Regions from separate parts of the Gossypium hirsutum genome. Here region 2 is linked to region 1. Evidence: chromatin contacts called from public Hi-C data. All regions are on one chromosome and are shown on one strand. Each heading gives the region's core, a stretch centred on a gene start, on an enhancer-like site or on the middle of the called end of the contact. The rest is flanking DNA. Distances are from core to core; before and after follow the strand shown. Region 1 holds the start of LOC107957416. Region 2 holds the start of LOC107957411.

The links. A called contact is a pair of places that touch in the nucleus more often than the background predicts.
Region 2: a contact with region 1 is called in a Hi-C map of leaf, with 3 times the contacts expected there. The contact joins the promoter of LOC107957411 here to the promoter of LOC107957416 in region 1. A contact is called at or near these places in 5 of 34 Hi-C or Micro-C datasets (callus and leaf).

The regions. Positions count from the first base shown.
Region 1 is chrA05:37,605,470-37,611,058 of Gossypium_hirsutum_v2.1, reverse strand. LOC107957416 reads right to left here and starts at 2,502. Exons shown (of 2, transcript XM_016892934.2): 1 at 1,797-2,502; 2 at 1,135-1,486. The coding sequence starts at 2,050. The coding sequence ends at 1,354. LOC107957417 (SHUGOSHIN 2) reads left to right here and starts at 5,520. Exons shown (of 10, transcript XM_016892935.2): 1 at 5,520-5,589.
Region 2 is chrA05:37,998,873-38,004,461 of Gossypium_hirsutum_v2.1, reverse strand. It overlaps LOC107957411, which reads left to right and starts at 3,348. Exons shown (of 3, transcript XM_016892930.2): 1 at 3,348-3,711; 2 at 3,947-4,001; 3 at 4,472-5,589. The coding sequence starts at 4,535.

The DNA of each region.
Region 1 (5,589 bases), core at 1,253-3,752:
TCGAAAATCTTATTCTCGTCTCCTAATTAATTTCCATATATAATGCAATGTACCAATTTAACATCAAGTCATCGATTTCATCGCTATGTTGGGTGAAATTCGCCGGCTTGTGTTAAAAGCGGGACACCGTTTTAAAAAACCAAAAATTTCGAATTTTAGTATTTCAATCGGATCGCGATTAAATATTAAGTTAAACTTGTATTTTTGAGAATCAAGACAACACGTGTTTTACAATATACCAATTTTGGGCGTCGCGAGAGTGCTAATACCTTCCTCGCGCGTAACCGACTCCCGAACCCTAATTTTTTTCTGGCTTTTGACGTAGACCTAAACTCGGCCTTCTTTTTTAAAAAAAAAAGAAATCTAATAGGTGTCCGATCACACCTAGGAAAAAGGATCGGTGGCGACTCCCTTTTTATTTCAAAATCAAACTTCAGTTTTCAAGTTTTCACTAAATCGCCACAATTAGCGACCAAGCTAAATTTTTTACGTCGCTACAAGCCAATTGGTGACCAGAAAAAACAATTGAACAATTGAGTGACTATTTTGTAAGTTTTCATAATAGGGTGACAAAAAAAAATACTAATAGTTGAGTAACTACTAGTGTTGTTTACCTTAATTTTTAGGGTAAACTACATAGATAATCACTTAACTTTCAAAAGTTTTCATTTTAGACACCTGATTTTTTTTTTACAATTTAAACACCTATATTACATAGTTTGATTATTTTAATCACTCCCGTTAAAATTGTAAAAAAATCTAACCTGAAATTATTTCTAAAATTTTGATTTTCCACTTCATTTAAATAAATAAATAACTTCCATTTATTGTATTTCATTATTTATGATAAACTGGTGAATTATTGTTTCATTGAAGAAGATTGGTCAGTTTTAGGTAGAAAAAGAAAAGTTCAAAATGTGTAAAAGAACCCAAAGATGTTCTTATACAATGAAAAGGAATAGAGAAGCTCATATTTGGATCTGAAACAAGCTTTGTGAACACATGTTTTTTAGTCATTTTTTAAACCAAAAATAAAAAAACAAACACTAGCTTTTTAAATTTTCCGATTTAGTCACTAAACTATTCGAAAACAATTTTTTTGGTTTTTTACAAAACATTAACAACCATTTAAAATTTGACGAAAGTGCTAATGTGGAGTTTTTTTTATTGGTCTTGTAATAGCCAATTTTGGCCCAAACCAATAAAACCAAAATAAACCCACCAAATAATTAAAAAGTCCATTTTTTTAGTCCATTTACAATATGTGTGGCCCAACATTTTAAAACCCATTTCAGATCCAAAATTAAAACCAAGCCCACTACCCAAATTTTAGCCCAAATCAGCCCAAACAAACTAAACCCTAGCCCTTTGCAAAGAAGAGAAAACAGCAGCAGCCCTAGCCCTCCAGGCATGCTGCTGCCGAACTCTTGGCCTCCCTTCGGCCACCACGCCCTGACCATCGCCTTTTCCACGCGTCGTATGACACCTGCAACAGAATCAAGATACAACAGCAAAAATGCACGCGATTGACAAAGAAATAAAGAGCAAAAGAACAAAAATCATAAAACCAACAGTTGGTAGATTGGCTTTAAAAGCCAAGATCTTTTCTTTGTAATCGGTTACAGACACTTACAAAACAAGATTAATCAAAAAGAAATAGAAATTCTTCGAAGGTGATTTTATTGCTTGCGTTTCAGTTTCTAATCTTTGTATTTTACTTTGTTTTGTTTTTTTTTCTTTTCATTTCTTTTTACATATGAAATAATAATACAAAGATAACAATTGTAAAGACGTACCTCCGATTCACTGTTTGGGGGTGCTCCGGCGTTCCCTCGCCGATTTGAAGGTCGTTGAACCCCTGGGGGTTCAGCCAATGGCCGTGGAAGGGAACAACGAACCAAAAAGGGGGTTTTCCCTTTTCTCTTCCGTCGCGATGGGCTATGAAGGCTCCGCCTTCGAACCAGTTCGGAAGAGGACCAAAAGGGCCCGTTTCACTCAACACCGACTGCCGTTCGAGGCATGGGCGAGGAGACGCCCCCGATGAGCCCATGGTCGGCCATGGGGGAGGCTAAGAGGAAAATGGGAGGGAGAGAAAGCAAGAAGCTCTCTGTTTTTTTTAAATGAAGTCTGAAAAATGAAAAAAAAAAAGGTTTTTTGGTTTAAATAATATTGATGAAACGGCATAGTTTCATTAACCCCCCCAGGCCTTAAAACGATGCCTTTTAGGGGGAACCCGCGGCCCGACCCGATTGGAAGAGAGACCCGCGTGTTTTTGAGGCCGAAATGGCTATTTGCGGTTATGATCCCTCCTTCTTTCCTACGCCATTTGATTTAGTCCCGCTTTGCATTTTTATTTTTTAAAATCTTGCCCTATTATTTTCTTTCATTTCTGATTTGATCCCTGGCCTGGACAAGTGAAACGCAGCGCATTAGACTTGGAACACTCCCTCATTTGGTCCTCTCGAATCTAAGCGTGTTTTGATTTAGTCCCCAGTGGCCTTCTTTTTTTATTTGCAATCGCTACCCTGAATTTTGGTCCATTTTCAATCACGTCCTAAATCCCTTTATTTCTTTTGTTATTTATCTGTTTTAAAATGTCTTATTATGTGCTGTTTCAAATATTCTGCATGCGGTTTGTTATTAGATTATTTATGTACATGCTTTATTTTAACTTGTTTTAATATTGATTATTTAAAATTGTATTATTATCCATTTTAAATTGTTTTTTTATATACATTGAGTGTACTAAGCTATTTTGTTATATTATACGTTTTTGATACTTTTCACATATCATTTATATAGTTTATTTCCAATTGTTTTTATACATATTATTAAAAAAAATGATGGTTTTGTATATTTCTATTATTATTATTATTATTATTATTATTTTCTTTAAGCTCCCTCTTATTTCAAGTTTTTTTATCTCTATGTATATATATATATTTTTTAAATTGACCTATATATATTGTTTATTTTAAAATTGTTTTCATACCTTATTTCGAAACCTATTTATTTATTTAAAAATGTTTTGTTATTATAATTTACTTTAATTTTTTTATATACATTGTTTCATACTTTCGTATGTATATATATATATATTATCTATTTTAAAATTACTCATGTGAATTCCTTTTTTAAAAAAAATTTGCTTTGTATAATATAGATTTTAAAATTCTTTTACATTATTTATTTTAAACTCGCTTCATGTATTATTCATTTTAAATTGTTTTATTATTTACTTTAAATTTTTTTATATATTATCAATTTCAAATTGTTATATCTATTTTTTTATTATATATATACTAGTCATTTCTTTGATGTCTTGTATATTAACTATTTTAAAATTTCTTTTACATGTACTCTATTTTTAAATTATTTTGAACATTGTTGATATTAAATTTCTTTTTCACATTATTTATTTTAAATTCATTTGTTATCATTTTAAAATTTATTTTACACTTTGTTTATTTTAATTTGCTTTATAACCTTTTAAATCGTTATATATTATTTAATTCATTGGTCTTTGATTATTAATGTTAGTATATAAATGATGCGTATCGTGAGATTATTGCCATTGCATGTACTATGATTCGTTTATTTGTACTTTCATATTATTGTCATTCGCTTGTGTAATATCTTTATTCATGTATCATCGTTCCATGTCGCACTATACTCTTATTTCATATCATCGCCTCATGAATTAAGCCTCGCTACATTTATCTAATAAATCGTTTTAACCTAAACGAATAATGCACGTTATTTAAATATCGTATTCGCTACTATTCAAAAACAAAAATTTCAAAATAAGGCAATGTTTTGCATTTTGGAGCGTCGAGGAATTGTGCCCTAACTTACGGGGTTTCGGTTTTCTCGATTGATTCTAAATAGCCAAATACCCTTTTGAGTTTTAAAATACACAGAATTCCAATTAAAATTAAAGACAACCTTGCGCTCGGGAAGTTCATGGTATTGTGTCCTAACTTACGGGATGTGATACTCCGATATCTCGAAACAAGGAAATGTTTAACAATTGTTTTGAGCTAATCCAAAAATTTTAAAATCGATGCTAATAAAAAGGGATCGTATTTTAAATCTATTCTTGATTTTCAACTTTCGACATTAAGACACTAACTAATCAATTCGGTACCAATCTTTGGGCGTGACGAGGGTGCTAATCCTTCCTCGCACGTAACCGACTCCCGAACCCATTCTCTCGAGATTCGTAGACAAAAAAACCCCGTTTTAATAAACTAAAATGTTTTATTAAAACAAAGGTGATCCGATCACACCTAATAAAGATCGGTGGCGACTCCCGTTTTAATTTTCATTTTTAAACAAGGTCGATTCCCATTTTCAAAAAAAAAATGGTTTCGACAGGTCTAATGCTAAATTTAGCTTCTAATGTTTACATATTCTATTAATTTAATCTTAAATATAAAAAAAATTCAACAAATTTAGTCCTCATCCTTTACAAAATGACAGTTTTTTATTTTTAAAATTTTTGTAACCTTTATTTCTCCATTGTGCTCACCTATATCAACTTACACTCCTAATAGTATGTCATCAATTAAAAAATTTTACATGTTGTCACATCCAATAACTCTCATCAGATCCGCCACCAACCTCGCCTCCTTCATCCTCTTCTTCGTTAACATGTTCATAATTAAATGAAAGGTGGCAGGGTTCAACCTACTGTTTCCCATCATAGTTTGAACTACATGCAACGACTCCTCGATCCTTTTGACCTTGCAAAGACGTGCGATGAGCAAATCGAACTTGTGTTTGCGCATGAGTCCTTTGTCTAAACAATATAAGGTTTGGATCAAAGGGTCGAAGATCAAGAGAAAGGATTTTGTATTAGTGATGAAGCTAAAGGTTTTGATGGTGTTGAAGCAGCCATCTTTCACATGCTTATTGAGGAGGCAGCCTATTGTCATCATATATCCATTTCGGTCGACTTTGTGAACTTGTCTGTGGTAGTCAGTTAATGTGGGCTTGTCAGGTCGAATGAGTTGGGATAGAGGAGAAAAGCCTAAAGAAGAAGCAAAGAATAGATCAGGGATTAGGGTATTGGTTGTTAAGTTTTTAGAGAAGCGACATGTTATTACTGATGAAGGTTGGAGAAATAGAGATTTGGTATTGGAGTTTTTTAACTTTACAAAAATTATAAAAATTAAAATTGGTCATTTTGTAAATTTTTAGGGCCAAATTTATTGAACTTTTTAGAATTTGAACTAAAATTTAAATTTTGTAAACATTGAGGGCTAAATTAGTTGAATTTTTTCTATTTAGGATTAAATTGATAGAATGTATAAACGTTAGAGGGCTAAATTTGTTATTAGACAAAAAGTCATGTCAACACTTCCGTCAAATTGCAAACTCGATTAAAAATTTAATTTCGAATAATTTAGTGACTAAATTAAAAAAAATTAGAAGTTCAGTGACCAGAATAAAACACGAGCAATACTTAAGCGACCATTTCTGTACTTTACCAAAAAAACAGGTTTCTTTTTACAAATGTCCAATTCAAATTTTAATTTACAATTTTATCCTTTATATTTGATTTCCAACTTTCCCTCCCATAATCGA
Region 2 (5,589 bases), core at 2,099-4,598, 390 kb before region 1:
TTTTTACTATTATATTAAAACTAGATAAAATTTTTGACTAGATAAATTGTGATAAAATATGAAATTACATTGTGATTTGAACTATTAAAATTTATAATTAATATCTCATTATATTTTAATTACTTTATATTACATAAAATAAAAATAAGCATTTTATTGTGAATATATGCCCAACAAAAATCACAGAAGTTTCTTTTTTTTCATTAAAAAATATTTTTTTAAACGTGTTCAAAAGCCAACCATTGATTGATTATGATTGCAAAGAAATCAGAGCCCTCCGTTAATGTCTTCTCACATGGAAGCATGTGATATCAGCCAAGGGCTACCAAAGTAGCATTTTGGACTTATTATATCTAAAAAATAAAATAAAATAAAAATGCAATTAAAAATGAAAAAAGTAATCATTTTAAGTCAACCGAACAGTCCTTCGGTCGATAGGAACATAATTATTTATTATGACACCAATGATTTTTTTAAATACGATAAATGGTGTATTTCTTTTGTATTTTCATATTTTAATTTATTTTATATTTTAATAAAATTCATAAGTATTTTTTACAAGAATAATATTTTTATTACATCACATTTTAATTATTTTATATTGAATGAATAACCATATCACATTTAAAAATCTATTATTTTCCGATAAGACACATTTCAGTGTGTCCATGTTCATCTTACACTTTGAGGACCCCACATGGTAAAAATGCAGAAGAAAAGCTAACTGAAATAAGTACTGAATTGAAACTAAATAAGTCAACCAAACAGTCCTTTGGTAGATAGGGATATTATTTGTTTATTTATTTATTATTTACTATTTTTTTTAAGTTACTGTTTAAAAAAAAACATATTATATTCTACCATCAATATTTGGTAATTCTAATTAGCATATCCGAAACCATTCAATTAGGAGAAGTTTTTTATTTAGTTACTTAATTAAAAAATTAGAATTTAATTATTAAATTATTTAAAAGCTTTTATTGTTTGCACTCTATGTATCAATAGAAAACTTTCTTTCTCCTCATCTTCTATAATTAATTTTTTTATTAAACAACTTTGGACTTCATGAATCTTTGAATTAAAATTTAGATTTTTTTCTCTAATTTATAACATTTACTATTAGATTAACTTGGATTTAATATATATTTTTTTACTTGGCGATTGGTATTGATCTACCATACCAACCATTGAATCGTTACTTGAAATTTACTGGCGAAACTTAAAAAAAAAAGCTTAACAACTCAATGACTTTTTAAAATAAAAAAACCTTTAAATAGTTCAATGACTTGAATAAAAACTTTCAAATATTTCAATGATCAAATTGTAACTCTTTTAATTAAATGAACAAAATAAAAAAATTATCCTTTAATTTATTTAGTTTTGATTAATTATCATTTTATTTTATTTTTCCATTTCATTTCATTAACCTTACATTTTTAAAACCCGAGAAGCAATAATATGATAAATATTATGCTCCCGTGACCGACCAAAGAGGTTAAACATAAACACTTTCGAACACCAAATCCATTTTACAAATTAGTGAATATTTTAAAATAATAAAATCCATTGCAAATTTCAGATAGTATAAAAATGAAATTATTAAATGTAATAATAATTTAATTGTAATATATAAGAAATTACATCACAAAAAGAATTTATTTTTTCTCTTTTACCAAGTTGCATTCAATGTGAAAGTAATTTTTTTTATGACCAAAAAGGAAGATTGGCCAGACTTTGTTAACTATTTGCAGAATAAAGATTAGTGTGGTGTTCTGTTAAATTCCCTTTTTTTTTTCTTTATCATTGTCATGTGATGTCATTCCTTTTCCTCTACCTCTATAAATTCTCACACACAACGCTCTACTTATATTAAATTTGTATATTTTCCCCTGGGCAAATCCTTTGTAAATGTTTTTCGTAAAATTTTGTAGGTAATAATGATGTCTACCAAAACTATTTAATATCAATAATGAAATATTAATGAATTTCACTCAAACATATTTTTTATCCCTATTTTTTTTACAATTAAATTAACTTTTTTATAGAAAAAATCAAATGATAAATGATTGTGTTAGACATAAATTGATTTAGATCAAATAATGGTTATGGCTTGTTTACTGTGTTAAATATAGAATTCCGTATCTATTCTTTAATTTGATATAATTTTGATTTTTGGTTTCTCTCTTTAATATCATTGGTTAGTTGAAATAATTGATATCCTTAATTATTTTGCTCAAAATATTAAGTTTAATTTTTTTTAAAAAATACCCATTCCAACTTTATGCATATATATATTGTGTTAGAAAGGTGATTTCAAGAGAAATTCACGTAATTATTTTTATCGATATAATTAAGGATTCTAATTATTTGAGATAAAGATTCTAATTATTTAAGCTAACTAATGCAATCGTAAAAGTAGATGATCAAATGATGTTAAATTAAAATATAATGACTAAATCCCAAATGTGAGCATAGTAAAAAGATTGAAGCTGCAACTATTATATTATAATGACTAAAAAAACCAAATGTCATATGTCAAATTATAATATAATTTACATATGACATAAAAAATTAATCAAAATAATTAAGAATGTTAAATATTTAGACTAACTAATATCATATGTTAAATTAAAATATAAAAATCAAATCTCAAATGTTATTATAATAAAGAGACCAAAACTACAAAATTTACCATTATAATTATAATAAGGAGACCGTAGTTATTGAATGGTTTGTGGAATTTTCAGCAAATTATCCAATAATATATTTTTTTCTTGAAAAATTATTGTACAAAGATATTTATAATAAAAACTAAAAGAATATTTAAAACAATCAACTTGATAAAGAGAAAATAAAGAAATAATGATTGACTGAAATATGTCAATTATTAAAGGGCGATTATGACAATGTGAACTTTTGCATTGTAAATTATGAATAAAAATCATCTCAAAAAGAGTAAAACGAGAAACACTTTTGTTGGGTTTCGAAAACCAAAGTACTATGTTTGGTTCCCTAGTGGTAACCTTAAAACCAAAGAACAGCTGAAAGCTAACAATACCACCGGCATTGGCATTGGATACTCAGTTTCTATTTTGATTTTATTTAATATTTTAGTCTTTTGTTGTAAAAATGAAATTACGTCTTTCTAAAATTTTACATTTCATTTTATGAGATTAAACCTATTATTTGTTATAAAATTTTAATTAAAAAATATACAAATATTTTTGTTAATTTTTTTATGTACATCTTATAATCATATCCAGTCTAAATTACTGTTTTTACCCACAGGAAGAACAACAGTGGACAAAAACAAAACCCCATACCATGTTCAAATGTGAATCCAGAAGCCGTAAAACACATTGGATTTTGTCTTGTCAGCCAAAAAAAAAAAGTGTATATATATAAAGAAGAATGCAGTGAAGTGGAGTCTATCAACCCATACCTCGTCAGGTCATCTTTTTGGGTCCCATTCCTCCCCTCTTCTTCAACGCTGTTTCTTCTTCTTTGTTAGCCCCAAAAATACTATAGACAAAGACATAGAAAGAGAAAATCTTGTTTCTATAGACATTGTGTTCTTTAAAAAGACAAGAAAAAAAAGATAAGAGAAACAAGCAAAACAAGTGTGTGTGTTTTTAGGACAAGTTGAGGCTTTTGGTTTTCGGATGCCATTACCAAATCTTGGGTTCTTTCTGTTTTCAACTTTTTAGTAAGGTAATCTTTGATTCTTGGCAACATTGTTCAAAATCTTTGCTTTGTTTAATCTGTTTCTAAGAATGGGTTTTTATCAAATCTAAGTTTTAATGGTTAAAACTAATTCCTTTGCGCGATTTAGCTTTGGTAGAACTTTGTCTATTTCATTGTCGAACTCGAAAATGTTATCAATTTTGCCATAAAAAATACATCTTTTTTATATATATTTTGGCTAATTATTTGCTTTGTTTTGCAGTTTTGTGAAGCTAAATTTGTTTCTGATCGATTCGGCAGACATTGTTTGAAGCCAAGTAAGTTCCTCAGATCTGAAAATTGCTTCTTTAGATCTGTAATGTTCTAGAGCTTAAACTCTACTCATTACTTTCATGTTTCTCTTTTCATTTTTTTGATTTTTCGAACTATGTTAGTCGGTTGTGACTTGTGAGCATCGGATATGAGTATGTTCTAATGTATCAAGAAAAATGACGAGTCTTTGAATAAATCTATGCTTCAATTTAGCTTTCTTTAAAGCCATATTTGTTAGTCTGATTCATATTCTTTGTGTTTCAAAGATTTGAAATATTTATTTCTGAGTTTTGCTTTGAAAATGTATGAATTTGGTGTCTGTAATTGTTAGTTTTTTGTTTACTATAATGACATTGATGTTTGTTAAACTAAAACATCGCTGGTATGGATTTGGTTTCGGACAAAATAAATACATGTCTTTCTTTGGTGTTTTCATGTTTTCTTATTGTTTAATTTCAATCCCTTTTTGTTTCAGATTGGCTTCTCATACATTGATTGCACTTATGGGATCTGGCTCGAGAGAGGAAGTGTCTTAAATATGGATCTCGGAGAAGATAGCGGCCGGTTGGGGTTGCTACCGACAACAACGTCTAGAACTATGTCATCATCTTCGTCGGCATTCTTTTCTGCAAATCAGTCACCGTTCTTTTCCCCGAGATCATCGACCTGTCAGTTGTCTGAATCAGCACGGTTTGATGTTCAATGTGATAGTACTAATTTAAGTGCTGATCCTCCAAGTTCGAGTTCTGGAATTCCAGATCCTAAATGCCTTGCAAATGTTGGATTTGCTGTTTCGGACGTGTCATTAATGCCGGCTGCTTGTGTTTCAAGTGATTTCCCGAAATTCGACCACTCATCATGCACTTATGGCCATTTGCATGACAATGGTTTTTCTGGTATTATAGAGAAACACAGAAGGCATATAAGAAGCCATGATATGATGTTTTCCCCTGTTCCGATATCATTATCGTCTTATCAGCAAAGCAGTTACGATGTTTACATCGGGTTACATGGTCGGAAACCTTCCTTGCTGAGGTTCACGAATTGGCTCCGTGCTGAATTGGAAGTTCAAGGGTTGAGTTGCTTTGTATCCGATGGAGCTCGTTTTAGGAACTCGCGTAAGCATGGACGTATAGAAAGGGCAATGGATGTTTCTTCCTTTGGTGTTTTGATTCTAACAAAGAAGTCATTCAGGAATCCATATACTATTGAGGAGCTTAGATTTTTTTCGAGCAAGAAAAACTTGGTTCCGATCTATTTTGATTTGAATATCGGTGATTGTCTTGTCCGGGATATAGTTGAGAAGAGGGGAGAGCTATGGGAAAAACATGGGGGTGAGTTATGGATTTCGTATGGAGGATTGGAGAAGGAGTGGAAGGAAGCCGTTAATGGCCTTGTTCAAGCCGATGCATGGAAACTGGAAGCTCTGGAGGGTTGTTGGAGAGACTGCATATTACGAGCTGTAACCCATTTGGCAATGCGGTTAGGAAGACGAAGTGTTGTAGATCGGTTAACGAAGTGGAGAGAAAAAGTAGACAAAGAGGAATTCCCGTTTCCTCGAAATGAAAACTTCATCGGCAGGAAGAAAGAATT